Regions from separate parts of the Sus scrofa genome. Here region 2 is linked to region 1. A link is a contact called in public Hi-C data. All regions are on one chromosome and are shown on one strand. The core of a region is the stretch at or near the end of the contact, and the rest is flanking DNA. Distances in the headings are between cores, read along the strand shown. Region 1 overlaps GATB (glutamyl-tRNA(Gln) amidotransferase subunit B, mitochondrial). Region 2 overlaps FAM160A1 (protein FAM160A1).

Region 1 (2,923 bases), core at 203-2,702:
GAACCATGATGAGAAAATAAAAAAACAAAACCAAACCAGTAATTAGATATTTTCAACTGAAAGATCAGCCTAAAAATTACTTCAAACAAAAGCCACTTTCCTGAGTATTTCTGTGCAAACATAAATTCTTTTTAACCATATGAGCTTTTCTTTTAGGAACGCAGTGTGTACTAGCCACGTCGTCAGCCATCCTCACAGCCATCCACACACTCTGTTCTCTTCTGAAGGCTCTCAACAGCTCTCTGGGCACAGAAAGGTCCATAATCCAATACATCCAAACTTGCAGGAAGTGACTTACTTGACAAGGTCTATGATACAAAGGTCAAGAGGCGACTAAACACATCAAATGTCATTAATGCACATTCAGGGTTAGGAGTGAAATAGGGGGAGCCTAGGATTAGTGAAAAGACAAGACTGAATTACAGGCTATTTCTTTTAAAAGATGTGGTTTTGGAGTTCCCACTGTGGGGCAGCAGAAAAGAATCCGACTAGGAACCATAAGGTTGCGGGTTCAATCTCTGGCCTCGCTCAGTGGGTTAAGGATCCAGTATTGCCATGAGCTGTGGTGTAGTCACAGACGTGACTCGGATCCTCCGTTGCTGTGGCTGTGATATAGGCCAGCAGCTGCAGCTCTGATTCAACCCCTAGGCTGGGAATCTCCATATGCCGTGAGTGCGGTCCTCACAAAAAGCCAAAAAAATTAAAACAAAAAAACAAAAAAACATGGTTTTGCTACTTTTAAACACATGCAGCCACTAGGCTAATGAAACACTATCTGAGGTGGTCGGGGACTGGTTTTAAATAGACTAGAATGACTTATAAATAGCACATTAGTGTGTCTGTATAAACGCAAGTTTCTAAAACACCTAATGCTACTTGAAAACACCTGCTGTTTAAGTCTCCACTCCCATCATTCACTATTAAGTTCCTTGTAAGCTCTTAGATAACAGAAAGGAAACTACGGCTTAGCCTTGATGCCAATTCCTGAACTTCCGGACCGAGGGCAAGCTCCCCAGGTCTGCCTTGTGGACAGTGAGAGCTCTCAGGGCTGAGCACTGATGTGCACACATGGACGCTAACCACTGTCCTGCAAGGGTGTTTATCCAAAGAGTGGAAATCGGGTTTGGAGAGTGTCCAGTATTCGGCTGTGAACCACCCTGATTAAACCTCATCAGGACGAGGGGCAGAGGGCTGGGAAATACACGGATGCCCCTTTTCCAGCCTCCCACCCTTACTGACAGATAACAAGGAATCCAGCTTGTCTCAAGAAATCAGGTTTCTTGGATATTTTAGGATCCCAGTAAAGACAAAGGCCGGTCAGAGTGGGGACTGTGTTGAACCCGTAACAAGCGCTGAGGCTGAACTAGATTTCTCGAGCCTGCAAAAGAAAGGGTCCCTGCTCCCATGTGAGCTGATGATAAAGGGATGTGGCGACAGAGAAGGACAGAAATAGAACACAGCGTAACTAAAAATACCTCGCCTTCATCCAACGACCTTAATTCACTATAAAATACCTCCACTCACCTCGTGGCACCTGCGGTTTCTCAATTGCCCTTTTGTGCCCACAGTGCTCGACGCATAGTAGGTCAACAGTACCTGTGCTGTGGTTTCCTCCATCCCCACCCCCGACAGACACTGCTAATTCTGGTGGTGCCACGGCCAGCCTTGAGGAAGACAAAGATCAAGTCCTGCCCCCTACCCCGACCCTGAAAGGCACCCCTGGTCAGTTATGTGAATAGACCATCTGACTGGGCCCATAATGGCAGCAGAAGCACAAGCTACTGATCAGCTGCTGTCAGACAATGCTGGTTTCTGGGCCCTGAGTGTGTCTCCACCCAGAAACCTGCCAGGGAAGGGTGGGGCCTTGTGTGCACGGACCCCTGAGCCCGGCACACCTACAGGCCAGGAGAAGGGGCATCTCAAGGCTTCCAGCTTCACCCTGTCCCTTAGAACTCTTCTGGGATCCCGACTCCATCTGCAGCCTGGATTCCGGAAGCAGACCCTCTGACACCTCTATGGCCATCCTGTTCCTATGAAACACGCTGCCCATCTCCACCCCGAGCTTGTTTTAGCCCAAACCAGGGGGCACAGAGGCTGGGGGAGAAGGACACCCCGGGGGCTCCTGCTGCTTGTAATCCTGCCCATCTCACTAGTCTCCCAGCGCCCCTAGCTGGTGCCCGCCCCCCCAAGCCTCCTCTTCACACCCCTTCTCAGCACGCACCCTCCTCTCCCCTCATAAGGACCCTGGCTGACGCAAGACCCAGAATCCTCTAGGGTGCCCTCCTCCTCCATCAAACACCGCCCTGGACCCCATCACCTTCCACTCCTGCAAATCCTACCTGGATGCCAGGTCCCTCTCTCGGTGGCTCTGATCCCACACCTTCACAAATGCTCCCACCTTTCCCATCTGGAAAATGCTTCCAAGTGATCTTACAATCAGGCGCTGGCTTCCACCTGGCTTCTCACCTCATGGTCCCAGAGGCAGAGCCTGAGTGGTGGCCATCTGCCCTTGTCTGGGTTCCAACCCCATCCTCTGCAGATGTTCCCTTAAAAGCCACCTCCCCTCACCTGTTATCAAAGAGCCTCCGCATCCCTCTGGGTCCCCTTGGGAAAATCCCTCCTTCTGGGTGTCCAGAGGCTCTTCCTCCTCCTTGGCCGCCCTCTTCTGCTTCCTTACCCCCTAGCAATGGGGCGGCCTGGGGGCTCTTTCCTGTGTTCTCTGCCTTCACCTTGCCTCCTTCCTCTGGCAAAGGAGGAGAGCACGCCTGTCCCCAAGGTCCGCCTCCCCAACGCTGTCAGGCCCAGATCTCACAGCCAGGCCAGGCAGCCACCTCTCAGAGGGCCCCATCTCCCAACACGAGTTCTAAGCCAGGGGGTGGCAAGCTTCTTCTGGAAAGGGCCAGAGAGTACCTATTTGAGGCTC
Region 2 (3,275 bases), core at 765-3,264, 250 kb before region 1:
TTCAAGGGTAGTTTTGGTATTTGTAACTGCTGCCTTGAGTTTGACTTTGAACTCTCACTCAGTTCCCTGTGCCATTAGGTATGACTTAACAGCATTAATTGGCTGAGGGTAGGTCTTTCAGGGCCCCTCATGAGGTTCTTGAGATTTGAGGCTGTGTCACTCATCATTGGTAAAGGAACTCAGAAACTTTTTTTTTTTTTTTTTAAATAGCCACACCCATGACATATAGAAGTTCCTAGGCCAGGACTTGAATCCGAGCTACAGCTTCGACCTATGCTGCAGCTGTGGCAACACCAGATCCTTTAACTCACTGTGCCGGGCTGGGGATTGAACTCACGCCTCCACAGTGACCCGAGCCACTGCAGTTTGATTCTTAATCCACTGTGCCACAGCAGGAACTCCGCTCAGAAAACATTTTTTTGTTGAATGAAATAATGAACATAGAACATCTCTGCCTGCTGCCTTCTCCACCTGCCCCCCTCCTCTGTTGTCCCTAAAACAATAGTGATTGGTTGAAAGTAGGAAGGCAGTGGGTGTACGAGATCCTGATGGCTTTGAAGATGCTCTCACTGCCTTTTTTTTTTTTTAATACCAAATTGATATTTTCCGTTCCCTCAGGGCACCCCAGTCATTGAGGATAGTCCTGGCACCCCAGGAGTCGACGGCCCCCCCACTTAGAAGCTTCCATTTCCTCGTCTGCCCATTGAGGATGGTTTTGAACACCAGAATTATGAGTGACTTACAAGTTAAATCACATTAAAAGATATCTCCTCCCCAGAACCCCCCTCCCCCTTGCTTCATTCTGTCTTGCCAGCTGTGGTCCAGTTGCGGGCTGCAGCAATTAGCCTGTACTTTGTGCACAACTTGCCTGGAAGTTTACAAGTATGGGTTGGAAAGAAAAGTGCAGCAGGAGTTCCTGTCTCGGCTCAGTGGTAATGAACCCAGCTAGTATCAGTGAGGACTTGGGTTCGATCCCTGGCCTCGCTCAGTGGGTTAAAGGATCCGGTGTTGCTGTGAGCTGTGGTGTAGGCCAACAGTTACAGCTCCGATTCGGCCCCTAGCCTGGGAACTTCCATGTGCTACAGGTGTGGTCCTAAAAAGACAAAAAAAGGAAAAGTGCGGCCAGTTTAGCAGGTGGCCGTGTGGCTAACAGTCCTGAGCATGTGGCTTCTTGCTGTGTCTCTCACAGCATCACTGTGGACTCACTGAAAAGACCATGCTTTCTGCAGGGTGTCTGCTGGACAGGGCAAGTTTTCAGTTGAGATAATCACCACTGGAGTTGGTCTGTGTTTTATAGTCCATGTACAGAAGCTCATTTGCTGCCCACACTGAGCTGGGAAACTCCTGTGTATGACATCCAGACCTTCATACCAGACATAGATGTGATCTGACTGCTAAGCACTCATTCGGATCCTAATTTTAGGCTTTGGCCTGCCTCCTGGGCCTGCTTGATATTTTTATTTGTGTGATGTGCCTCTCAGTCTTTGTGATCGAAGACTCACAAAATGGAGGGACTCTGCGAGGTGATCAAATCTCGTGTACTTTAACCTTTTCCTTCCTTCCAAGGGACAGTAAAACCACTAATTTATGCCTCTCTGTAAATGAGAGAAAAGCTGAATTTCTAGTTCAGAGAAGGATGAAAGTGAGAGGCCAAAAGCCTCTGTCATTTCTCTGCTCCTTGCCCTCCCCAGCCCTTGAGGTATTTGGTTTTAACATCTGGGCTCTGTAGAGCTCAATTTGAAAACCACAGTTTCCCCCAGCCCGGGAACCTCCATGTGCCGCGAGTGAGGCCCTAAAAAGACCAAAAGAAAAAAAAAAAGAGAGCGAGAAAAGAAAACCATAGCTCTGGAACCATGGGTGTTTTGCTGAGTGTTAAGTGAATCTTCCTGGCACCAATTTGCTGTTTATTGCTTCCTGAAGGTAAAAATTTTAACACGTTACAGGTCCAAGTTCCTCCTTTGCAATTACCTGTAGTGCGAGTTCCCTGTAGACACTGGGTCATCAGGAAGCTTATTGTGTGTTGTGAACCTTCAGTCCAGCAACGTGCACCACTAAGTACCACAGATAAGAAGCTGGCCTGAGTGGTACTGTTTTAATTTATTTATTTTTAATTAATTTTTTCCCTTTTGATGCTGAGGATGGCATCTGCTTGAGACTATGCCTATGCCTAAGAAGTTGGGGGTGTCCTTCATGGGAGGGGCTCTAAGTTATAGATCAGTCGCTCTCAAAGTGTGGTCCCCTGACCAGCGGCCCTAGGATCCCCTAAAACTTGTTAGGATGGAAATTCTTGGCTACCCAGACCTGCTGAGTCAGGAACTTTTGAGGGTGCAGAGCAGAAATTTGTATTTAACAAGTTTTTCAGGTGATTCTCCTGGTCATTAAAGTCTGCGAGGCCCTCGTGTTGGAGAAGGCAGAGGTGCCCAGGGTTGGTTTGGGGGTGTTATAAGGCTGCTTCTCCCCCACCTACCCCTCATCCCTGTAAGCACTCTTCTTGCTTAGCTATGGAAATTTGCTGTTTTCTCAATCTTGTGTGAAATCCTGAATAACTATCTTCCAAACAAACACCCTAGCTCTGACTTCCAGTTAGAGTAGGTTACCACCCCTTGGTCCCTTTACGTGGACATTCTGAAGCAGCCGTTGGATGTGTGTGAACAGGGTTTTCTAGGTGTTAGCTGGAAGCTTGCTTGTTTATGAAAGGAAGTGATTTTCTGCTTGACAGGCCAGGGTCTCGTTTGTCTGAATGCCACTGAGAGGACTCGCAGCCCTTTCAGCTTCGTGTCTCCAGCGAGGCTCTGATGGAGGATTTCCTAAGTGCGGCACGCAGGTGGCTGCAGTCGTCCCGTCCACACTAGCAGCATCAACCTGCTCTTCTTCTCTCCTGTCTTTCTGATTAACTGGGCAGTCATTCCAGCCTGGAGCTAATCTCATTCCTAATCAGAGGCCAAGAACCAACTCCGATGTCAGAAAAATAAGCTTTTCTTGTGTGTATGGATATAACTTTTTGTGGATGGAGGGGCCATCTTTTCTATCACATTCTGGAGAGGATCTGTGTGCGCCCCTGCAACAGCCCCCACCCAAAAAAGGAGAGCTGATTAACTATTGCTTTAGCTGTCTTGAGATAAAAGTTTTAAGAAATCCTGGTAAGATTTGCAGCTGTTTGAGGTAAAAGACCTTTCATGGGATGGGTCCTACATCAGCCTGCCTGTGGGCTCCTCACATGTCCTCTGTGCAGAAGCAGAGGAAGCCTGGTTCCTTACCTGGTGGTGAGGGGAAGA

The links. Hi-C and Micro-C count contacts between places; a contact is called where the count stands out from the background.
Region 2: a Hi-C map of skeletal muscle shows a contact between it and region 1, with 2.8 times the contacts expected there. The contact joins two enhancer-like sites. A contact is called at or near these places in 2 of 47 Hi-C or Micro-C datasets (heart right ventricle and skeletal muscle) and 1 of 2 datasets of contacts at active chromatin or transcription factors (skeletal muscle).

The regions. Positions count from the first base shown.
Region 1 is chr8:77,298,685-77,301,607 of Sscrofa11.1, reverse strand. The region is part of intron 12 of GATB (glutamyl-tRNA(Gln) amidotransferase subunit B, mitochondrial); the gene reads right to left. Among named protein-coding and RNA genes, the nearest start is that of GATB, 78 kb to the right of the region's middle. Within about 2 kb of position 1,452, at least 4 of the 83 cell types and tissues checked have an H3K27ac peak or open chromatin away from gene starts, as enhancers often do. A contact at or near this core is called in skeletal muscle, where this site is marked.
Region 2 is chr8:77,548,965-77,552,239 of Sscrofa11.1, reverse strand. The region is part of intron 2 of FAM160A1 (protein FAM160A1); the gene reads left to right. Among named protein-coding and RNA genes, the nearest start is that of FAM160A1, 78 kb to the left of the region's middle. Within about 2 kb of position 2,014, at least 11 of the 83 cell types and tissues checked have an H3K27ac peak or open chromatin away from gene starts, as enhancers often do. A contact at or near this core is called in skeletal muscle, where this site is marked.